Regions from separate parts of the Mus musculus genome. Here region 1 is linked to region 2. Evidence: chromatin contacts called from public promoter capture Hi-C data. All regions are on one chromosome and are shown on one strand. Each heading gives the region's core, a stretch centred on a gene start, on an enhancer-like site or on the middle of the called end of the contact. The rest is flanking DNA. Distances are from core to core; before and after follow the strand shown. Region 1 holds the start of Orai3 (ORAI calcium release-activated calcium modulator 3). Region 2 holds the start of Asphd1 (aspartate beta-hydroxylase domain containing 1).

Region 1 (4,159 bases), core at 1,281-3,780, 820 kb before region 2:
AGGATGAATCATGGCTGCTCATGTTTGACAGGTCAGGGAGTCTACCGTGACTCCACCCAGCTAGCCTGAACTTTGCAAACATTTGTGTTGATGGACAAGTTTGGGCTTTAAAGCCAGGCTGCTGAAGTCAAAAATCCTGTCACTAGCTCACTGTGCAGTCTAACATGCCTTTTCTTATATGAACAACTGCCACTATACCAGGTACTGAACATTGAATGTTTGTTGAGATAGGACTTCATGAAGCCCAGGCTAGCCTTGACTCTCTGTATAGCCAAGAACAACCTTGTTTGTTCTTTTTTATTACCTCAAGTGCTGGGATTATAGGTGTGCTATACGCTATACCATGTTTGTTGTTGTTTAAATGGAAATTGAACCTAGGATTTCCTGAATGGTAGGCAAATACTCTACCAACTAGAACTAGGCTAGATTCACAGCCTGTGAATATGATTTGTATGTTTTAACTTCAGGCCACCTGGGTTTAGGAAGATATCTCCCATTTCTGTTTGTTGGTTTTTGGAGACAGGGTTTCTCTGTGTAGCCCTGGCTGTCCTGGAACTCACTCTGTAGACCAGGCTGGCCTCGAACTCAGAAACCCGCCTGCCTCTGCCTCCTGAGTGCTGGGATTAGAGGCGTGCGCCACCACGCCCGGCCCATTTCTTACAGATCCCGAGATTACTGTGGTGCAGGGATACAGTGGTACTTACAAAAATAAAACTGAGTATTTTGGGGAATTGGGCCACCGCAGATAGTAGGCAGGTGTGTTCACAAACAGGGATCTGGGCCAGGCTTAATTCTGGTGTCTCCCAGGGTCCAACCCAGGGTTCTTTGTCAGGACTGGGGGCGGTCCTAGAACCTACACATTCAGCCTACTGCTCCTCAGAGAAAGCCCTCTCACACTGACACCACAACGATCTGCTCTGCAACTTCTGCTGCACACTGTACTGTTCCTTTAGAAGCAGGCGGAGCCACGTGGTTCAAACACAAGCTGCTGTGCCCTTCTTTCTGTGGTGCTGATTCCTTTCAGTCAAATGTCCTCAGGAACTATGGGGCTGTTTGGGGGAAATCTGGGCCCCTTACAAGCAACAGAGCAAGAGCAACCTTTAAGATTACAGATTCTTTCGTCCTGATATTGAGGTTGCAGAAAAAAGGGAGGTATTGACCTAAGTTACTTTTATATGCCCTCACCTTAGCTCCCTCCAAGGCCTATTTACACAAGGGTACATTATGAAGGGTGCCCTCCCCCCAAGTGTGAAGAAAACTGAAACTAGCAGAGCTTCACTCCACACCCATACCCTGCGGAGCATCCTTGTCTAAACAGCAGCTTCCATGTAGTCTAGATAGCACACTGTTCTAGAAGAGCCTCCTTTGCTAAGCGGAGCTTGTTCTAACACACCTAGTTCTAGGGGGTCTCCATAAGAATCCCACATCCTCCTGGACAAAAGCTTGGCAGACCACAGAGACAGCACCTTCTATGATGTCACAACTTCCTAAAGATGGCAACTGGAGTGGATGTCGACTTGGGGCCGCACAGCTGGCCCTAAGTAGGGAGGAACCAGGACACATCTGCAGGCCACACTCTGGAATCTTCAGTTCCACTTCCCGGGGCCACTGCTGGGACCGTTAGCTGACATTATCCTCCCACACCTGCAGTTTATCAGACTTATCTGCTAGCTCCCTGATCAGCTTCCTTCCCCAGCAGCTTCCTCATGGTTTCTTAGTTTTCCCGGCAATTCTCTGTGCCTTCTGAGAGGTGGGCCCTTCAGTCAAATGACTCTCACATACACTATCCCCCTTCCCCGATCTGGTTGATATAGGCTCTCATTCAGCTTTGACTGCCTTTCAACTCTCGAGGACTTGGTAACTAAGCCACTTCAGACTTTCCCCCCACCAGTCTGCATCTGCTGACCTCTTTACTCCCTTCTTCCACGGCATTTCTGGGACCGATCTTCAGTCTGTTTATATTCCTAGAGCTGTGCCCGACATAAAGGGTTTTTCCAGTCCCTTGGGACTTAGCTCCTTCTTTTATCCTAAAGAAACCCTTTTATTCAGTCCAGTACTGGGGACCCATTTTCTTGACTTCTCCCACCACGTGCTTTACCCACCCCGTGTACCCCCTCCCACCCCTCACCATGGCGAAGCCCGACAGCAGAGCAGATGTGCGGCTGGAGGCTTTGAGCTTAGCCCGGCTGAGGTAGAGGCGGCGCCAGCTGAGCGCCCGCAGAGAGTGCTGACTGGCCCCCATAAGGTCCAGGTAGCCGCGGTGCACGAACTCCCGGTACGTGGCTGAGCCCGCGGGGCTGTCCACCTCCGGGTTCAGCGGGGCCTGTTCGCCCGTGTCCCCCTCGCCGCCCTTCATCCTGAGAGCAGTTACACCACAAGCGCAGATGGTCAAGGAGGGGCCGAGGCGCCTTGTATCCCCAAGAAGGGACGGCCCAAGCGCGGGTGGGACCCCATCCTGGGTGGCAAGGCAGACCCAGCGGGAACAGTTACGGACGCGTCTAGAAGGCCCAGGGGCCGAAACAGGAACTGGGGCAGGGGCGGAGCCCGGTGACCACATGATTGGGTGGAGCCGTGAGACGAACCCCTGCAGTCTGCCCACGGGCAGAGATCTCAAGGGACCCTCTAACCCAGGCCACGACGTGAATGCTCAGCCTCAGCTTTTGCTGGGACTTTGCTGGCCTCAGACCACCCAGTGTATGTACCTGGACATTCACAGGTGTCCAGACTTCCACACTCCTCTTTGAGCAGTCATCTCAGGAAAATTAAGCCCATTTTCCTCCCAGAGACCAAAGGAGCCCCTTCCACCATCCCTACCCACCACTCAGACTCGACACCGCAGACAGACACAAAAAGTCAGCGGCCCCGGCTAGATTCTGAGTTTTATAGCAAACCTTATTGTACAGACTTGTGGGGTTAGGGGTCCAGCCCGGCTGGGTGCCCCACTTGTCCCTCGCCGGGGTGCCTCCTCCCCTCCCGCAAGCGGCCCCACCGTCAAGCCTTTCTCCAACCCCAGGCCCCCCCTCCTGCCTTTGGTCCGCCCAGCCCCCGCCCCCAACCCGCGCACCTTCCTGTTACCTGAGGTATGTGGATAGATTCCCCTCCCCCCACCCCCATGTAGTACAATCCAGTTCCCCCTGGCCTAAGTTGAGTGGGACCTAGACCTGACTCCTCCCTCAGGCTCTTGAGACCCCACCCCCACACTGGAAGAAGGAAAGGGGTGGGAAGAGGGGAGGTGCCAAGAGTCTGTTACTAAGTTCCCACAGCAACTAAGAGGGACCGTTTCCAGTCTTAGCACTGATTTCCGGAGGTGTCCATTGGCTGCTATTTCCATGGCAACCAGGAGTGGCAGTTCCCTGGGCAAATGGGACACGAGTTTCCATGACGATGAAAGAATGGGAAGAGCCAAACTGGAGGAGTCCCATCTTGCCCATCTTTAAGCTGACATTTCCCCACCCCAACTCAAGTGAAGGGTGGAGCTGTTCAAGACAGTAATGCAAGAGAGCTAGGGGTGGGACAGTCCAAACTGGGTACCCATAGCCCAGTCTCGGTCAAGCTGGTCCCCTCACATCACACTCCCCCAAGTCCGAGATTCCCCCGGTTCAAGTAACACTTCAGTACAGATGAATGTTCAAGTATTGTGTAGAGAGCCAGGCAGGGGTCTGGGCTACCCCTCACCACTCCCCTGGGCCACCGAGCTTAACAGCAGGTAGACCCGCGGCCCCTACTCCTTGCAATAGCTGCCATTTTCAGTGACGTTCAAGGAGTCAAGGTCGGGGAAAACTGAAATCTGGGTAGAGGGAAGGGGAGAGAGGCAACCCTACGCAGAGGGTACTATCCCCACATCTGCTCCTCTCCCAGCCCCCAGTCCTGGCATTACCTGGCTTGTAGCGCCCCCTGTCTTGACACTCGGATCCCCAATTGCTCCTCTGTTTTCCCTTTTTGGCCCCCCATCCCACCCAACTGGTCTTTGTTCCCTGAACCCTTGTTGGTCTGATTTCTGCCCTCCCCACACCCATCCATCGCCTCCCCCAGCCCCCAGTATCCTGTGTACAAGATACCATGTCACCTCATTTTCCCTACTCCAGACTTGCACCTTCACCGCCCCTCCCTCCCACCATCCCTTTGGCTCAGCACCTCCCCAGTACCTCTTGACCCACTC
Region 2 (4,313 bases), core at 610-3,109:
CTCCTCTGTGGCTCTTCTGAATAATCTCGCTGTCACTTTCCCTCTGCGTCCTTTTATCTTTTCCTTTAATTTTGCTTTCCTGCTAAGGGTCGGCAAAGGAAGGCAAATTTTCTTCCTTTGGGATGGAGAAGCAGAATTGGCCTAGAGGTTGCTTGGAGTCCGCCCCCTTTTGCTCAATCTTTATCCTTTGCTCTGCGATCTATGGCAAAGGGGGGCGCGGCTCCCGCTGCGGGGGGTGGGGCCGAGAGGGCCGAAGGTTATCCCCTTGTTCGGGAGCTTGGGCCCATCGGGATGGATAGATAGATAGCCGGGGAAAGTGGGAGGGGAAAGGCAGCTTCCGAGGGTCCAGGGTGGGCTTGAGGATCCAGAGGGCCCTTATGAGGTTCAACCGGGGCTTATCTCGGAGAGGAAGAGGGAAAGGGTTGCGGAACCAGGGAAGCTGAAGCTCGGCCACTGGAGCTGCGGGAGGGAGAAGCTGAGAAAGGTGTCAAGCCCACGTCAGATCCTGGGGACGGGTGAAAGGAGGGGCCTGGGATTTATTCTCTGACGAGGGAGGAGGAGGAAGTGCAGATGGAGGAAGGAGGGATGCCGAGCCAGGACTGCACTTCCCGAGGCCCCTAGGGGAGAGGAAGGAAACTCTGGTCCCAGTAGTAATTAGGTTCCCTCCCGGCGCCATTCCAGAACATCTGGTATCTGCACCTGGTCTTCCTAAGGTGTCAAGAGTAGGCACAGCTTGGTTCACGTCTTCCTGGCCTGTCCAGTATGTCCTCTGTCCACACCCGGACCTCCCCGCGGGCCTTCACTATGCCCTTTATGGAAGCTCAGGTGGGATGGGCTCGCCCCTCCCGCAGGAAAATGGGGAGTATCCAGGTTTGTAAGGAGCCTGATGGGTATGTGTTGAGACTCCCTTCTCTAGCAGGCGACCTGACAGAGACCTGCAGCCTAGCGGCTACCACCCGTGATCTACTGGCTCTGCCACTGAGCAAGCGAGTGCCCTTTCAGCACCTGGGCGCGAGGACAGCTCCCGGCCCCGCCTGCACGGGCGGCCTTGAAGCCACTGATTGGCTGAAGCCGCTTTCGCGAACCCGCGTCTTGCTCTGTGCTGGCTCTGGCGTAGCCAAGCCAGGGGAAAGGGGAGTCACAGGCCGACCTCTCCAGGGACCCGCAGGCCCACGGCCGGACTCGCAGTTCCAGAGCACCGGCCTCACGAGCGGGTCAGGGCTCTCGCCCCGCCCCCGAGTCTGCCCTGCCCTTCTTTTCGCATTGCGGGGCGGCTAGAGGTTGGCACTGTGTCCCTGTACCCCACGTGGCGCTCGGTCAGGGCTGGGGGAGGGGGTCTGGAGCGGCAAATCCAGAGAGAAGTCTCCCCCCACCCCCCTTGCAGGGCTGGGCTGCGGCTGCCTCTGGGAGGGGTCCTGGGTAGCTAAACAGAGAGGGTTGCGGGAAGGAGTGACGTCAGGGTGAGTGGGCGCCCAAGAAGGGGTGTGTAGGAGGTCGGGAATCGGAGAGGACAGACCCGACCCTTTCGAGGGAGAAGACAGGTCAAGGAGAGAGGAAAGAGAAAGAGCCGCTATAGAGTGGGGCTGCGGGCCAGGTGGAGTAGGAACCGCTGTTGTCAGGGGAAGCTAGAAGAAAAAGAAGGGGTCGATAAGGAAAGGGGGGCTGGAGTGGAGGGAGGAGAAACCAGCTGAGACTGGGAGACTGAGGGTGGAGAGAGGAAAGGAAGAGGAGACTGCGGGAAGGGGAAAGGAGAGAGGAACCACAGAAGGAAGAGAGAACAAGAGTGATCTCCGAGTGGAGACAAATAGAAAAGGAAGGGGAGAAAGAAAGAGGGAAGTGAGGGGAAGGTTTGTTGGGGGGCCTGTAGGAGGAGTGAACAGGAGTGGGGATGTGGAAGGGAGGGAATCAGGAAGCAGTCATCGAGGGGTCAGGTGGAGAACTGGGGGTACCAGGGAGCTGGGGTCTGCAAGATGCAGCTTGCCACTTAGCCAGGGCCTCTTTGCCTATCATGTTTCCATGGCCACTGCCTCTAGGCTCCTCAGCCCTTACTATGCTCCTCGGAGCCCTCACTTCTCTGTTCCTTTGGTATTGCTACCGACTGGGTTCCCAAGACATGCAGGCCCTGGGGACCGGGAGCCGAGCTGGGGGTGTTAGTGGTATGCCTGATGTATGTTCTCAGACTGGCCCAAGGGGCCTTGGGGATTCTGGAGAAGGACCCAGGGCAGAAGGTCTAGTGAGCAGGCGGCTTCGGGCCTATGCCAGGCGTTACTCCTGGGCTGGGATGGGTAGGGTGAGGCGGGCAGCTCAGGGAGGCTCTGGCCTCACAGGAGGGGCAGGGGTCATGGGCATTCAGCGCCCTGGCTTACTTTTTCTACCAGACCTGCCTTCGTCCCCCTTTGTACCACGTGATGCCCAGAGGCATGACGTGGAGCTCCTACAGAGCAGCTTTCCCGCCATTTTGCGGGACTTCGGGGCTGTGAGCTGGGACTTCTCAGGAACTACTCCTCTGCCTCGGGGCTGGTCCCCACCCCTGGCCCCTGGGTGCTACCAGCTCCTGCTGTACCAAGCAGGCCGATGCCAACCCAGCAACTGCCGGCGGTGCCCAGGAGCCTATCGGGCACTGAGGGGGCTACGGAGCTTCATGAGTGCCAATACCTTCGGCAATGCTGGCTTTTCCGTTCTACTGCCTGGGGCCCGGCTTGAGGGCCGCTGTGGACCCACCAATGCTCGGGTTAGATGCCATCTGGGTGAGTATAGCCTGTCTACAAACCTTCCATCTTTCCTACTTTACTACCTCTTTCTGCACTTTGGTTCTTTTCTCAGAATCTTCCCCAACCAGATCTGAGTTCTGTTTTTATGCATCTATCCAGTCAGTGGTGGCTTACACAGTGTCCCACGCTGACTCTTTGTCTCCAACCACCAGCCACCCTCCCCCCTTTTAACTTAAAAGAAATTCTCACTGAAATGTAAGTGGTCAGTGTTACTTGCCCTGAAGAGGAAATACCCAGAAAATGAATTTTAAATTGTAAAAAGAGACTGCTTGGAGCAGGGCATGGTCTTGCATGCCTGTAATCTCAGCACCTGGGAGACTGAGGCGAGGATCACAAGTCTGAGGCAAGCCTGGGTCTTATTTCTCTTTTATTTAGTCTAGGGAGTATAGTGAGATAATCTACATCTCACTATGTAGTACTGGCCTGGAATCTAAATACAGGCCAGTTGGCCTCAAACTCACTAAGATCTGCCTCCCACTACCTCCTGAGTTCTGGGATCAAAGGTGTGAGCAGTAGGTAGCCTACTTTATTTAGGCTTCTTCGCTGATAAGTAGCAATGTTAGTGGGGTGTTCAATAGCACCAACCTGGCATTTTCTGTTTTCAGACACACCAGAAGAGGGCGTCGGATCTCACTACAGATAATTGTGAGCCACCGTGTGGTTGCTGGGAATTGAACTCAGGACCTCTGGAAAAGCAAGCAGTGCTCTTAGCCGCTGAGCCATCTCCCTAGCCCCCTGAGATTTTCTAATGTTCTAAAGATTGAAAGAAAATTGGGAAAGTAAATATTATGACTTCAGCTTAGCATAAATCTCTGTGTACTGCCAGCTGGGTGGATCTTATGATTTGGGGCATACTACTTTTCCTACCAGACCTGCCTTCACCCCTCTGTGCCATGTGACACCCAGAGGCATGACGTGGAGTTCCTACAGAACAGTTTCCCTGCCAGTTTACAGGACTTGGGGCTTCTCAGGGACCACCCCTCTGCCTCAGGGCTCATCCCAACCCCTGGTCCCTGGGTGAGGGCTTTTTGGCTGCTCCCTGGAGATACCATGCACATGTTGGACTTTTAACCTTCATAAGGTTGGGAACACTACCCAGTCTTAAGGACGACTTTCCGGAATGTCTTACTTACGTCAGAGTCGGCTGTTTTCTCAGCACACTCGACTAAGGTCCTGGGGTCAGACTGGATCCATTAGTTTTGCCTCATGGGAGAGGTGCCCAGTACACAGTAGATTCTGGAACTGAATTGACAGAAAGTCCAGGAGGAGATGGTTTAGGGGAGATTTCTTCCAAATGACAGATATGCTTCCCAAAGCAGGACTTCCACAGAATCTGGCCTGTGAGGCCCATTGAGTGGGCAGGCCCCCTGAACACAGGCAGGAATGGTGGATTCCATTCCCATTCTCTCTTCACAGGCCTGAAGATCCCTCCTGGTTGTGAGTTGGTTGTTGGTGGTGAGCCCCAGTGCTGGGCTGAAGGGCACTGCCTCCTGGTGGACGACTCCTTCCTGCACACAGTGGCTCATAATGGTAATAGGACTC

Evidence for each region. Promoter capture Hi-C pulls out the DNA fragments that hold promoters and counts their contacts.
Region 1: a contact with region 2 is called in a promoter capture Hi-C map of neural stem cells. The contact joins the promoter of Orai3 here to the promoter of Asphd1 in region 2. A contact is called at or near these places in 1 of 39 promoter capture datasets (neural stem cells) and 1 of 115 datasets of contacts at active chromatin or transcription factors (double positive thymocytes).

Annotation. Positions count from the first base shown.
Region 1 is chr7:127,768,186-127,772,344 of GRCm38.p6, reverse strand. Orai3 (ORAI calcium release-activated calcium modulator 3) reads right to left here and starts at 2,530. Exons shown (of 2, transcript NM_198424.3): 1 at 2,129-2,530. The coding sequence starts at 2,356. Fbxl19 (F-box and leucine-rich repeat protein 19) reads right to left here. Exons shown (of 11, transcript NM_172748.2): 11 at 3,417-4,159.
Region 2 is chr7:126,946,705-126,951,017 of GRCm38.p6, reverse strand. Asphd1 (aspartate beta-hydroxylase domain containing 1) reads left to right here and starts at 1,859. Exons shown (of 3, transcript NM_001347657.2): 1 at 1,859-2,747; 2 at 4,188-4,301. The coding sequence starts at 1,889. Sez6l2 (seizure related 6 homolog like 2) reads right to left here and starts at 483. Exons shown (of 18, transcript NM_144926.5): 1 at 1-483. It also overlaps a transcript of Kctd13 not described here.